2 separate regions of the Hordeum vulgare genome follow, and region 2 is linked to region 1. The links are chromatin contacts, called in public Hi-C maps. All regions are on one chromosome and are shown on one strand. The core of a region is the stretch at or near the end of the contact, and the rest is flanking DNA. Distances in the headings are between cores, read along the strand shown.

Evidence for each region. Hi-C and Micro-C count contacts between places; a contact is called where the count stands out from the background.
Region 2: a contact with region 1 is called in a Hi-C map of leaf, with 4 times the contacts expected there. The contact joins the promoter of LOC123397945 here to the enhancer-like site in region 1. A contact is called at or near these places in 3 of 6 Hi-C or Micro-C datasets (leaf and seedling).

Annotation. Positions count from the first base shown.
Region 1 is chr5H:321,925,511-321,933,443 of MorexV3_pseudomolecules_assembly, forward strand. No RefSeq gene overlaps it. Among protein-coding and RNA genes, the nearest start is that of LOC123398449, 14 kb to the left of the region's middle. Within about 2 kb of position 4,546, at least 1 of the 3 cell types and tissues checked has open chromatin away from gene starts, as enhancers often do. A contact at or near this core is called in leaf, where this site is marked.
Region 2 is chr5H:322,197,724-322,205,656 of MorexV3_pseudomolecules_assembly, forward strand. LOC123397945 (probable WRKY transcription factor 54) reads left to right here and starts at 4,752. Exons shown (of 2, transcript XM_045092456.1): 1 at 4,752-5,308; 2 at 6,010-6,624. The coding sequence starts at 4,851. The coding sequence ends at 6,565.

The DNA of each region.
Region 1 (7,933 bases), core at 3,296-5,795:
TATGTAGTTTCCTATTCATGTTTCTCAACTGTGGAAGTGCATTCTCACGCGGTATTAATGCCACTCGAGGTCTTTATTGGGATAGCCGATGGCGCTTGAATTCTGATCTCACGGTAAGCGTTTTTGGAGGGTCATGTACTCCTCTACCGAGTCACTCAACCCTATTCTCAGGAGAAATTGGTAAATCCTGCTACAGTGCTACACATTAATGGTTGTAGTTGCCATACGTGGTACTAGTGTTCAAGTCTATCCGTCAAATAATTTTATGCCATGAATCAATATATGTTCCTATATATTATTGTTCTTCCAGACCCCCCTAACTTGTTCTTCATGCGTATTATGCAAATAACTACAGTACTTAGAACTCAATAGATGCGAGAATCATAGGAGATTTGTTAATATATAATGTGATTACCATATGATTTCAGATACCAAGCTTGATGAATTTTAGTTATACAAGTACTCTCTCTGACCCACAATATAACATATCTTTGCAAGCTGTTTATGCATGCAAATACATCTTATACTGTGGGATGAGCCTGAGGGAGTATTTGTGTTTGTTGTACCGGTTTACAATTTATAATTTATAAGGGCTTATAAGTTACCAATAAGCTGCACGTAATTGCAAGGAAGCCGGGAAGGAAGTTTAATGCACTGTACTTGTTCAAGCAAATATTGTGTAGGGTACTTGCTGTGGTTTGTAGAAATCCTTCGACACTTTTTTTTGCAGCCAAATCAGAGAGCTTTATTCATATAAAGGCATTCTTGCGACAATCAGCCAAGAGATTGGTCATCAAGAAGTTAGAAGTTTCCACTAGTCAGTTGTCGGTCACATTTAACGTACAAGTATGCTTTGCACACAAATGTGCCGGAACGTTTGCTAGTCTGCTTACATGCTAAATAACAAAAGAGATAAAAAGACTACTAAGCTCTCCTATCTCTAATAGTAAAGGAGCCACAATTGAGCGAGAATTGTGATGAGTGTTCGAGAGTGTCATCAACTCCATACAATCAACTTCCATAATCACCTGCAAGAATCCCCGAAGAGAAGCAAACCGAACTCCCTCTCGCAGAGAAAGACCCTCCATGATCAAGGGATCTGAGATCCCAATAAGTGGCTTGCACCATGCCCCTAGGAGGGCCGAGGAGGAGCGGGCACCCCCTCCTGCACCCCCTGCCTTCTGCCAGACCGAGGGCTTTGTCCACGGTGATCTTAATGAAACCATCATCAGGCGGCCTCCATCCGAAGCCGGGAAGAATCATAGCATCCTTGCGAGGAAGATGAAGAAGCGCTATAGCCTCCTTAGTGGCTCTCATTGTTGTTGTGGGATCTCTTCCTTGATCTCCATGCTTGATGTGATTCCTGAAATACCAAATGGACCACATGATAGTGGTAATTTTAGCACGACCATCAGCCGTGAAGCTAGGATCACGGATGATATCCTTCGCCCATGTGTCCGGGTGGAGACTAGGGAGCCGAATTCCAAACCATGCACAAGCCTCCACCCAGAACTGCTGAGCATGTTGGCAATGAATTAGCGCATGTTTCAGATCCTCATCCGCTGCTAAACATATTTTGCATTGACGAATCTCTGTAATATTCCGATAGTTGAGAGTGAACTCATCTGGTAGAATCCTGCAAAGAACTCGCCACCAGAATACTCTCACTTTTGGAATGACATTCAATTTCCACAAAGTTGTCCACAACTGTTGATCATCATATGAGGTCTCGGTAGCCGTCCCTTCCTCTAGAGCCAAAGGCTCGTTCTGAGTCACAAGAGCACGGTACGCCGTCTTCACAGTGTAGTTGCCAGTTTTTTCGAATGCCCACGCAAGAGAATCATCACCTCCTCCTTGCCGGAGAGGAATATCGAGTATAGCCTCCGCATCCGAGGCAGTAAAATTATCCTTGACCCTATCCTGTCTCGAGGACCAATTTGTTGTGTCAATAAGATCAACCACTCGATCAATGTTGGTATTGGAAGGCCTAGAGAGAGGTATCATGGAAATTGTTCCTGCCATCCATTTGTCGGTCCAGACAGAGATGGTGCTGCCATTTCCCACGCGGGAGATCAGTCCACTTTGCAAGGCATCCCTCCCCGCCATGATCGCCTTCCAAGTGGCGGAGGCGACTTGGGTGTAGCAGCCTGCATGAAATCAGTGTCGGGGAAGTACCGTCCCTTTAGAACTCCTGCATGAAATCAGTCTACTTCAGCATTTTGTTTGGTTTACTTACTTTAGGTCAATTTAACTCACAATACTTAAATATTTTGGTGCTTTGTCCGTTAAGTTTTTTTCTAATTTACTAGCGCAATTTAATTATTATTTTTGTTGTCAGAGAGGGGAAATTTACTTGTATCTGTTGGCAATTTTTATTGAACATTATTTTGGTTGGAAACTTCTTTTTGGAACACTATTTTGTTTGATGAATTTTTTATCAGTATTTTGTTTGACGACTTTGTAATATCTGAGTTTAGATTGATTATTTTGGTTGGGGGCAGCAACTTTAGTTTAGATGGGTTGGAGTCCCTTAGCGCAGAATTGAGGAGCCACTAGTTAGGGAGCGCTTCTTCGGGAGCCTTCCATTGAGCACTCCCGTTCATCGTTATTTGACGCGTTCTCAGCTGCCGTCACGTGTCGTGCTCTGAACGTTTCCTCCGAATTTGTTTTTTATTTTATTTTTTGCACTTTTTTTGCCTTTTTAGAATGGTTTTTTCTGATTTTTTGGTGTTTCGGTTTTTCATCGGTCTTTCTTAGCTTTCGCAACCTCGGAAGACGGAGTGATGTTTGAAAAGAGTACTTCCTAATTAGTGATTTCGCACAATCGGGCGTGTGAAACGCTAAATGACAGTCTATTTATAAGGCTTACTCTAACGCGCCGGCCAAACGGACGCAAATTTTGAAAATCCCTATTCGACGCATTCCAAGTCGAATAGTCGTTGTTTCACAAAGGAGATCCAGCGATCGTTTCATCTGAGCCGACCCGTTTAAGCATTTCAACATCTTTGTTTTTTTGTTTTGAAAAACTTGTAGAAGGTTTGTGCACCAAGTTTTTTCTTATTTAACATTATTTTAAATTTTGTTTTCTTAATTAACAATGTATTAAATTTCATTTTTTTATTTGACACCGGAAACTTTTTCTTCCCTATCTAACAATGATTCTAAATTTTATGCCCATTTTAAATGTAAGTGACACTTAAAAAGACCTTTTTGCCCCTCATATGATATGTGTATATGCTGGACAATAACACACACAATATCAGTACGGACAAGTAGCACATACACACAACAACAATAGCTTCCGTGCAACAACACATAGATACACAATAGTACACACAACAACGCACACACACAACAGACACATGCACACGCACGTAACAACACACATAACACACACACATCACACATACACGCAACAAACACACACACATACACACGCAGAAGCACATGCAGCAGCACGCGCACGTGCATGCACAAACATGCATCAACGCACAAGGAGTAGCACACACATAACAACACTAACACATGTGAGCACACACACGCGCAATAGCACGCACACAAGCATAATACATGAGGGGTAAAACGGTCTTTTCACGTGTTACTTGGGCTTAAAACGAACAAAAGTATTGTGAAAGGCATAAATTTTAGACTCGTTGTTATATAGGGAAGAAATCATTTGTCGATGTCAGATAGGGCAAAAAATAAGCAAGGTGTTAAATAAGGAATTCTTTCTTTTTTTCTTTGTTCTGTTTTTCGTTTTAATTTTTTTCCTTTTTCTTTTTTTTTCTTTTCTCTTATTTCCCCTTTTCTCTTTTTTCCTTATGTTTCTATTTCGTTTTTTTATTTTATTTTCGTTCATTTCGTTCCAATTTCTCATTTTTAATATTTATTTTATTTCTTCCCTTTCTTTTCAAATTTTTTATAAATCATTTTGTTTTATTGTTTTATTGTCCAGGATTTTCCAAAAATGTTTGTACTTTTCAAAAAATGTTCATAATTTCAAAAAACATTCTCATTATAAATAATTGTTCACAAATTTTGAAAATATTTCATGTTTCAACAATTGTTTGCAAAATCCATTTTCGTGAGTTAAAAAATGTTCACCGTTCAAAAATTGTTGGCAATATTCATAATTGATCCTTTTTCAAAATTTTTGATGAATGTTTTTTAATATGTTCAAACTTTTGAAAAAATTATTTGGATTCTTAAAAAGAATTCCTGCTTTCAAAACTAGTTAAAAATTGTTTATGTTTCCCTTTTTACGGGAGAAAAATGTTAGTGTTTTCATTTTTTTATATATTTTTGGAAAATTGTTTGGAAGGTTATTTAGAATTTTTGTTTGTGTTTTTTACACCGCTCACTTTTCTTGCCTTGGTTGGCCCAGATGGAGTATGCCCTGTGCGAAGCCTTGCCAATCTGACACAAAACAAAGATCTTTTTATTCATTTTTTATTTGTTTGGATTCCTAGGCGGACGTTGATGTCTATTTTTGTCTGATAGCCCATGGGTGCTCCAACCCGGAATGACTCATTTCAGGGTGCTCCTATTCAACGCTAGAGGCGCCCATTAACGATCCGGCAACTGCAACATCGCTGCATGGGCCGGCCCATTAGCGTGCTTTCCAGTTTTCTTTTTCTTTTTTTCACTAGAAAAAAAAGCCCAGATTTACTATTTGTTTCGAAAATAAAGATATAAAATAAGAAAAGTTTTATGGATTTACAGAAAAAGGTTCATACATTTGAAAAATAGAAGTTCATATCTGTAAACAAGGTTCATCAGTTTTGAAAAAAGTCCATCAATTTGAAAAAACGTTCATTGAAATTGAGAAAAAAGTTCATCCAATTTGGAAATAGTTCATTAAACTTTTAAAAAGTTCATTAAATTTGAAAAAAACTTCATATAAATTAAAAAAACTTGATGTATTTTTAAAAGAAGTTTATTAGACTCAAAAAAAAATTCATCAATTTTGATAAAAAATCATCCATTTAAAAAATATGTTCATCAAATTTCAGAAAAGTTCATCGATATACAACAAAGTTCATAGAATTTTATATTTTAGAAAATATTCATCGGTTTTCAAAGAAAAGTTCATAAAACTTAGAAAATATTCATTGAAATTTTTTAAAAGTTCATTAAATTTTTTAAAAGTTCATAGAATTTTCAAAAAAACAATCTTCAACCGACGCCTAAATTGGCCGGCCCATTTACAAACGACATAGACACCGGTTAACAAAAATGCACCTTAACTCACGCGTGTGGCGCGAAATAGAAAATGCCCACATTTTAGATTATGGGCGCATACTGGAATTAAAAAATATAAATGGCCGGTGAAAGTCTACATCTTATATTAAATAAAACTGAAACACATTAAAATAAAACGGTCGATGGATCTAGGCAGCGACGACAATGACGTCCCTTTTGGTCAGGTCAACGAACGTATCTCGTGCACGAGCATAATTGGTGTTACCGGTGCATCGAACCTCGTTGCACATTCAATAATGTTTAAAAACATCTAAAAATAAATTAGTGCACTGATACAATATCAATGTATGTTGTTACAAAAATTCAAATTCAAATTAAAAACATTGCTCAAGATACAAAAATGATAGATTTCACATCAATGTGTTAATGGGTCAAAAGTGAAGCCCAACTTGTGTTATGTACTATTTAGTGTCAAATTTGTCATTTTTATATCTCGAACAATGTTTCAAATTTTAATTTGAGTTTTTATGACAACATACATTGATGTTATTTCAATGCACTAAATGTTTTCCGGATTTTTTCGAACATTTGTATGTGCAACGGGGGACTAGTGCATGGGTAGCACCAATTACACCGGTGCACGTGATATGCGTGTCACATGTTGGATGGCTGCCAAGGTTGCTGCTTGATGTGGCGCATCCGGCTCTGCTGCCTGCTAGACCGGTTGTTGTTTAGCCTGTGGACTGCATACTCGTGCGTCGTCGCTCGGCCTCGAATGTGCACTTAGCTGCCTCCCGCTCTTCCTCCCACTCTTGTCGCTTTGTCCAAATAGTATCGTGCATCCTTTTCGTCGGTCGTGCCCATCCACACAAGGCTGAAATCACCGTTCTAACCTTTCGGGTCAACATCTTCACAATCTAAACCCTAGATGGAAGTATTTCACGATCTGACCTTTTTAGAAACGCCGAAGGCCATGTCGTGTCTGAACAACACAGAAACACCGAGATAGCTCGCGTTTCGGCCAAAGGTAGAAATGCCGAGGTGTTGTGTTTCTTCATTGGCCCACTGCCAGGCCGATCACGTGTTGCGCGCTGACGTGGCAGGCTAGAAATGCCAACCTATGTTGTGTTGCTCGAAACGCCATGGCCTTTGGCGTTTCTGACCTGGATTAAGTCATCCACACGGGCCGCGGGTGCCTAGCCCCATCTTATTCCTCAGTCGACACCGATGAACTGCTCTCTACCCCTCTTTCCTCCTCCACCAAATCCATCCCTAATCCTCCATTTTTTCCATCAGAAAGAGTAGATCGGACTGTCCCAAATTTGCTTGAGGTATTCTCCTCCCGTTCCTCCATGTTTTTCAATCAAGATTGCTTGTTGTAGATGCAGTTTTTGAAACATGGTGAAACCTTAAGATTGGTTGTTTGTGATTTGTTTTTTGCTAAACTTATTATGTTAAACCTAATAATATTCTTCATGGTGAAACATGGTGAATCTTTACAAATGTATTATGTTGAATCCTGACGTTATTTATGATTTGTTTGTCATTTGTTTGTTGCCAAATTTGTTATGTAAATTCCTGAACTTATTATGTAGGATGTTCGAGACGGATAAATATCCCGACCTTGATGATTATTACGAGAAGAAGCATCGTGTTGTGCTAGTGGAAAGAGGGAAGGTAGTTATTTATTAAACTGTTTGCTTTCCATATTGTGACAAGTTGAGAGAAGTAATAAAATTTTATTTTTATTTTTTAGGTTCCACCAGTTCTTCGGTTGAGGGGCCACAACCCGCATGAATCTCTCATGTATGACCGCCGTTACGCGCCTTATTTTAGAAGAATGAATTTTCTTCAGTTTGTGCTCAACTTTAAAGGCACGCCACCATGGATGAACTCGGTGACCATTACCGCCCTTATGGACCATTGGAGGCCGGAGACACACTCTTCCCACCTTGCTCTTGGTGAGATGACCATCACTTTGGAGGATATTGCGATGATCTCCGGGCTATCTATCGAGGGAAGGGCTCTTACCTGGAAGGTAAAGTCTGAGGGGTGGCAACAATGGGTTGCAGGATTGGTTGGTGTTAAACCACCACCGTGGATTCATGAAACGAAGAAGGATCTCAGGCTATCTGGTGTGTTGTACTTGTGGCTACGGCACAAAATTTATGAGTGCCTAGAGGATGCCAGTCCGGCTATTATGGAGAGGTACGCCAGGGCTTACTTATGGAATCTCATGACCCAAGTCGTGTTTCAGGATGGCATGGGGGACACAGCTTTATGGATGTTCTTGGACCGTCTCCGTAACTGGGATGTTAAGTGGAGTTGGGAGTTGGCGGCACTAGCCTTCTTGTACCGGCAGGTAATGCTTATTACAATGCATTTTCATTTTATGAAGTATATGTTTGAATATGATCATATAACGCGTGTACAAATATGTAGTTGTACAAAGCATGTATGAGGAGTAAGCCGACATCTAGTCTTGGTGGTATCGTTTGGGCCCTACAAATTTGGATGTGGGAGCGTATCCCTGTAGGTCGTAACATCACCGTCGCTCCGGAAGAACCTTGGGAGTGGCCTTTTGACGGGGACGAGGAGCGGTATCCCACTATCGCACACACATGGGCTAATGTCCAGGTGTCAATTACCGCCGCCATGGGGCGATGCAAGGCATACATAAGCGAGCTTGACATGCTGAGTTATAATCAGGTAATTATCCAAATGCTTTGCC
Region 2 (7,933 bases), core at 3,502-6,001, 270 kb after region 1:
TAGTTGTACCCCTTGTGCTTCTCTAGCATGCTATAAATTTTCATGCCATTTGGAGTCCTGTAGCTATAGGTTTTGCTGCTGTCAATGTTGCTTCAGATCGAAAACTGCCCTTTCATGAGGTGTAATTTTCACCAAGTCTGAAATAGTGTGTGAGATGCCTTTTTGTGACTTCTTTCCCTAGTAATCCATGATGCCATGCTAGTTGTTGTTAGTTGTTTGTAGTAGTGCTTCTTGCCCTCTTCCGTTCCATGCCTTGCTTGAGCATGCCGGAGTTGTGTAGCCGTTGTTGTGGGGCGTAGAAAATGCTATGTGGCTGATTTTGGCAGATTGTAGTGATTTCTTGATTTGCTCGTATCTTTTGAACCGTAGCTCCGTTTTGATCGTGACCTACATGAAACTTGCTTAGAATCGCGTGTAGTTTCATTTTATCTTGCTTTTTGTATGATTTGAAGTGCTTAGAATCGCGTGTAGTAACAACTATGAATTCTACGTCAACAACCAATAGATAGTAAGAACTATGGATTCTACGTCATCTACCTCATTATAGAGTTCAGAAGGGACTGCCAGCAACTTTGCATGACAAGCAAAAAATGACGACCATATCTGCAAATGGGTGGAAGCATTAGGAGCTGAAGCGGATTATAAACTCAGAGATGACTTCTTTCGCAGCCAGAGGGAAATTGCAGCGATCATCATGAAAGATGTCGTCGAGGAGAACGGGATGTTCCACCACTGCCCTATATCACGAGCTGATGTCCGTACTCGCATAGCCATGCAACGATTGGATATGACGCCGTTCACGAAGCTGGGTTGCGTCCTCATGGATCTGGATGGATGGAACATGAAGTGATTGATGATGCCGACGATAATGGGTGGATTGAATTTACTAGGTGTATCGATGAAACTCTATGATGTAAACGGTCCTCCTGAACCTGCATAACGTTGTCTAGTTTGGTAGTTTTGGTACTATGACCATGTGCACTTCTAGGTAACTAGTTCCTAGAAGCAGCGCTGCTTAGTAAAACACGCTATTCATACATTTGGATAGCAGTAGCGCAGGTTGGGTTCCTAGCAGGAGCGGGGCTTTAGCAGTAGGTAGGCCATAATAAACACGCTGCAGCTATTAGCAGCAGCGCATCTTAGTGAAACACGCTATGCATAGCAATAGCGCTCGTCCAAGTGCTACTGCTAAAAGTCAGTTGTAGCGCCGTAGCAGTAGCGAAGTCTCTCGTGCTACTGATACGAGTATAACCCGCGCTACTGCTAGGCTTTTCCCTAGTAGTGATGGGTTATATGTCATCAAAAATATACCGTAGGACTATTAAGCGGATGTAGTTTCTAAACTTATATTTTTCATCAAATATAATACATATTTAGCTAGTTAAATTGTCAATCTAGAATGACGTGTAAGTCTTATAAACCAAGATGGAGGAAGTACAACTATTGACAGAGAGTGCATGCCCAATCCATCTCACCTCTCATGTTTTTTATCGATTTGTAAATTTGAATTTATTATATCTTTTGAATCAAAATTTCAATTTATATTTCATTTGCATATGCTTGTTCCTTGTGATGAGGGCTTTGAAAGAAAAATACTTTTAAATACGTTTTGACAAGTTTTAAAAACTTCAGCAAGTTTCAACTACTTGAACTTGCTAGTACGAATATTAAATTAACTCAAGAACTTCAATTGACTAAAACTGAAACCCTAAGCCCTAAACCATAGATCCGTAAAAGCAAATGAAACTTGGTAACTTATGACTATCAAATTTTAAATCTAAAACTTGGTAGAGTTTTAAAAAGGTTTCAAAATGTATTTAAATTTGGCCTTGTTTGAACGTACTCGTTGCAGCAAATACAAATATGCAAATAAAACTTAATTTAAACTTTCGGTTCAAAAGATATAATAGATCCACATTTTAAGATAAAATAAAAAATATGGGAGGTGGGGTGGGTGCCCCGTGCAACTTTGGCAAAAATGACATGCACGGACCTGGTGCCACGATCAAAAGTTAATGGTACAAAATAGGAGAGAATATCACATGAAAACAAACATTCAAACAAAACTTCATGAAAACCAAATTTGAAAGTTTTTTTTTGGGAAAGTGCCTTCTATTAACATCTCCCATGTGGAGGGGCGACACCTAGGGTTCCCTCCGCCGCCGGCCCTCCCGCCGGACAGGCTCCTCCTCCGCCCCCATCCCCCCCTCCTCCCTCCCCCTCCTCCCGAATCCGCCCCCGCGCCGCCTCCCCGGGAGGTGGCCGGGCGGCACGCAAGCTACTGTCCAGCGGGCGCCTCCTCCTCCGGCTCCCCTCCCCCCCCCGCCGCCGGCAGGCGCCCCCGGGGCTGGCCCGGGTGGTGCCGGCAGCGGCGGGCCCTCCTTTCCCCGCGCTCTCGGTTCCCTTTCCTGGGGCAGGGGACGGCGGCGGTGTTGCTCGGCTAGATGCGGTCCGGTGACCCGGTGGTGGTGGCCGTCGGCGGGTGAGGTGGCGGCGCTGCTGTTTGGCAACAGAGCGGCGTGGTGGTGCGGGGTGGCCGGCGGCATGCCCCCAGCCCAGATCTGGGCCCTGTGGGGCTCATCTGGGTCCTAGCAGGTCGGCTACCGGCGTGGCTGCGGTGTCTTCTACATGGTGGTGAGAAGGAGCAGTTTGGACGGGGGGTGGCGTCATTGACGGTGCACCTATTGCAGCGTGATGGCGGGAGCTTCACGGGGGGGGGGGGGGGGGTCCCGGCCGAGCCTATTGTTCACGGGCCTGTTATGCTCCTGCTATTGCGTCCGGTCATCTATCGTCGTTGACGGTGGAGGTTGAGCCCTCCTGTGTGCCGAAGGTACTGCTGCTCCTAGTCCCGACTCCTCTTCATCGCTTTGCAGGTGTTTCCTTATGGTGTTGTGGTGAAACGATGCAGGGGCTTCAAGACCGTGTTGGTGCAGAGTGTAGGTCGGCTTGGTGGCATGATCCGGAGCGCCCGAGGTGCACGATGGGATCAGGGGAAACCCTTGTCGGCCTGGCCGACACTGACGCGGTGACACCTTTGGGTGTTGCCGAACCTTCCTGGAGGGCGTCGGGGCTACCCATCCTCGCGTCTCGTCGCGTACCGGGGGAAACCCTTGGTAGGAGCGTCGTCATCGTCGCATTCCTTCTTGGAGGTGTTGATGGGTACCGGCGTTTTGGAGTCATGGAGCTTGGTGGAAGACTCTTGGTGGGCACAACGGTCGCGAGTCTTTTGTGTTTTCTGTCGATCCGCCGGTGTAGGCATTTATTTCTTTTGTATTTTCTTTTTCCATTTCTTTTGGGCGTGACTTGTGATGTTTCCGCCCCAGCACCTATCGCCGGTTGTACCGTTCGATTGCTTTGTAATACAAAGCGGGGAAACCCTTTTTCGTCAATAAGTTATTTTTATTGCCATGCAAAATTCCAAGTTGAGACACATTACAAGATGTGATATATGAAAAAAAAGAAATTCTGCAATGAATAGTGGATTTATTCTTCGACACAGTTCAACGCTGATTTTGTTATTTTCTTAGCTCACATCCCATAATGTATTTGAATTAAAATAAATTCTTGGCAATAGAACATCACCCTTTAACATCACATATTATTTTGATATTTTTTCAAAACTTCAAATCACCATTTTCATTTGGATTTCACTGGTTTCCTCCAAATATTGGTGGCTGCTTGCATTAGTGCGCTCCTATGAATTTCCGATAATATTTGATCATGTATAGCTCATCAAGTTACACAAACATCCCCAATTATATGTCCAGACTTGCATGATAAAATGATAGGGCCATCTATATATCAGTTGCTCGAAAAAAAGTGCTAGTTAGTATTTTCAGCCGCTAGATTAAAATGCAATTGCTACTTCTTCTTTCTCCTTCCAGCCTTCTTTCTTCCTTCCCGATCTTGTTCACGTCTTCCTCTTCCCTCTCCTCGACCGACGACAACACGGTCCCATCACTGTTGAAGTCCTGCCAAACCCTTGTTGGTGACATTGTTGTCGCGTTTAAGAAAAGGTTTTTTCACTGTGACTTCCGATGAGAGTAGACAACCTCGAGCTTGGCCGCGGAGTCGCTTTCTCAGTCTCAGGCGTTATCTAATCCTAGTGACGGTCAAAATGGAAAAGTCTCCCTTCTCTACCCGCGATGCGGCGGCACCACGGCTTGAAGCGATGTACTAGGAAGCCCTTGGCCGATGATGGCACGACCATTTACGGTGTCTAGCTCGGACGTTGTCTACTCCAAGCGGCGCTCAATAGGAAACCCCGCCCCACACTTCACCCCCACTCCCTCCAATCTTACTCGCGACGACCCTGTCTTTGACAAGGCTCTCGCTCGTCCTCAAAGTGCGCATCGCATCGCCTTCTCATATAGAAAATCGACTGAACATGTGTTTTCTTGAATTGCTTAATGTTTACACCGGAAAGATAATATTGTGTTTTTCTTGAGAAACAACGATATGGTGTGTATGTAGGCGCGCGTGCATCACGTACACATGGGACAAGAAGAGCTAGGCCTATCATGCACATATGCCCCCTTCCTCCCCGCCACGATTGTAGCTCGGGTTGTCCCCACACGCACACTGGGTTGGATCCTCTTCCTCGTCCCCATCAAAACGGAAGGACCGCCACGTGGGTATGTAAAGTCTGTGGGCCCACGACTTTTGTTGACGTTCGGAGCAGGGAGAGATCCTCTACTCTATAAAGGAGCCTACGCGACTTCCAGAGTCTGAATCTACCGGAGCAACCAACATCTTTTCTTTTCACGTCTAGCTTGTCTGATCTGAGCAGCCAGCGCCATACACACACTCGTTCTGCGTGCCGCACGTACTGCCGAGCTATCCGAACTGAAATGCAGAGGAGCAGAGGTTGTGCCCCGGGTGGTGAGCACGGCTGGGCAGCGGCGGACGGCGGCGGGATGCAGCTGCAGCGCCGGGAGAGGGAGCTGGTGGCGCAGCTGCACGAGCTGCTGTACCCGTCCACGTCGCCGTCTCGAAGCGGCGCGTCCTCGTGTTCTGGCCTTGCGGCTGAGTTGTACTGGGAGCACGGCAGCTCGCAGGTGAAGGCAACGGCGTCGTGCGGCGGAGGCAAACGGCGCGGGGGTCGCAAGAGAGCCCGGGAGGATGAACGGCACGAGGAGGGGCAAGGACAACGCGCCGGTGCTGCGACTGCGACGAAGGCTACTACTCGTTGCAGGAGGAAGAAGCTAGGCACAACGACGAGGACGCTCGTCACGACGGTGCCGGATTTCGACGGTTACCAGTGGAGGAAGTACGGCCAGAAGCAGATCGAAGCGGCCATGCACCCCAGGTAAATAATTTATTATTATTACAACATTTGATGTTATTCAGTTGCTTAGATTTGCAGCCCCGGCCCACCGTACGTAGTACTACGCTTTCTCATCTTCTTCTTCCACACTCCGGCGAAGCTGGCCCCTGGGCTACAGCGAGCCCCTGCCCCCTGATGTTAGTGTGGTGGTGATAACAATTCGAGAGATGGTTGGCGGCGGCATAAGATTTTAACTTGAAGGAGAGGGGGGATTAGGGTTGAAAGAGAAAGAAAATCACAACCATTTATAACTGATGAAAGGCTGTAACGACTCATGACCCAATATTTCGCCCATGACAGGTCACCCTTCAGTTTAAAGATTTAAGAATGGAATGTTTACACTCTCTTGTCTCAAAACATGGAAAGCCGTGCAAGGGAGCCAATCAGCCAATCAACCAAACTAGTACTACTAGCTCTAAAACATGTCATTTCGTTATCGTATCCAGACCGCTCACTATCAGTATGGATACGTGCACCCATCTCCCGACAGTGATTCACCAGCTGGGACCCCTTCATGTACCCGTGATACACGACGATAGTAATCTGATATCGATGGCGTCATCATGCGTACGTCCAGCAAGACGACGTATGGTCTATGATGCTTACGCATGCTCGGGTTAATTAACTGCAGACTATAACAATGACTTAAGCTAAATCGCTCTTCCATCAATGGCAATTTGCAGGAGTTACTACCGGTGCACCAACAGCACGAACCAGGGCTGCCCGGCCAAACGGACGGTGCAGCGCAATGACGACGATGGCAACGACAATGGACGGCCGAAGTATACGGTGGTGTACATCTCGGAGCACAGCTGCAAGTCGACAGAGTCGGCGGCAGTGCCGGTGATCCTCGAGACCACCGTCCGCGCCGACACGGCAGCAGCTCCAGACGTCGACGTCGTTCCCGGTAGCAGCTCTAGTGCTATCAGTTCGGAGACTCAGTCGCCGGCAAGCTCCTCGGATCTAACATGGAGCAGCGGCGGGAGTGAAGACGGTGCCAATCCGCCGCCGAGAGCGCGCGACGATTATTCGCGTCTGTTCGCTATCGAGGATGAGTGCTGGTGGTGGAACCCGTCGCCGGCGCCCGCTGTTGCTCCTGCGTTGCTCCAGGAGATGGACTTCGACGGGCCGATCAGGTCGCCGGTGCACGTCGCGGCAGCGGACGGAAGTTGGATTAACGACTTGTTCGTGAACGAACCACCATTTGTTCTCAACAGCTGCCACTTGTTTGCTCTCTAGATCTTTAGATCTTTGTAGATGTTCACCATTGTGTACCAAATTTTCTCTCTATTTAATCACTCCAAGTTGAATTTCCTGTTTTTTTTTTTTTGCTTTTGTTTAGATACAGTGAAATACAGTAATAAGGGACTTATATAATGTTACACATCTTGTGCCTATGCATCTATATCACAAACCACATTAACAAGGGTTTGTCGGCGCCACTTGCTAGCTTACTATCTCACTAACGCCTGCAAACACCACCTTATCCTCATGGTCTCCTCTTTGGTATAACTAGTGGCTGACCTAGCGCTATGGGCCAGGGTGGGTCAATAATGTAATTGTGCATGTAGTTTTAGTTTTTTCTAATTCTTTTAGTATTTCTGCTATGGTATAAGTTTTATTGGTCAGCCTACAGCAGCGCCCGCTCGCGGTAGCCGACGCACCTAAAGACAACCAAAAAGAAAAATCACATGTATTTATTAATTTAAATTTTTTAAAAGTTATAATTTTTAAACCGAGCGTCAGAATGACGATTCATTTTTACAGTTGTGTTTCTTACGACGAGCTCTTCATAACTAGATTCCATATGAATATGTTTCTACGAACTTTGTTTTGAGCAACTTTGTGAGCTAGATGAGGCAACTTTAGTGCTATAGGCAAACAACTTCTTTTTCCCCTTAGTATGACTATCTACAAGCAAAGAATTTTGCTATCAGCTCTAAAAGCTTTACATAATTAAATATGTAAATTAATAAATGATGATCAGTTGCCTATAATTGATGCTCAGTTGCCTATAAATACTGTGAAAATTGCTCAATTTTAATGCTCAGTTGCCTAAAAAATACTATGAAATTGCTCGATTTTGATGCTCAGTTGCCTATTACTGATAATCAATTGTCTACGGTTAATGCTCAGTTGCCTGCTATTTGTGAATAGTTACCATAATTGCACTCGAGTATCACAAATAAGTTAGCAACTTTTAGAGTGTTTTTGCGCAATTCCAGTGCATTCAACAAACAACTCATGTGTATACACACGAGATAATTCATCTAGCATCAAAGTTGCTTATGTTTAGCATTACAATAGCCTCATCTAGCATCAAAGTTGCTTTTCAAAAAAATCTTCAAAACATATTCATATGGGATCTCGTTTTAAAGAGTTTGCCACGAGGAACCCAACGATGAAAACATATCATGACTCCAACACACGGTTTGATAGTTATAGCTTTTTAATTTTTTTTTCATATAAGAATTAATGGACATCCAACACATACGGAGCCGAACATGCACATCCGACCGATAATTTAACCATTTCGTAGCTGGCCACATTTGCCATTTAGTTACTAAAGGATGAAGTTATTTAACCTTTTAGTCATGATAGATAATT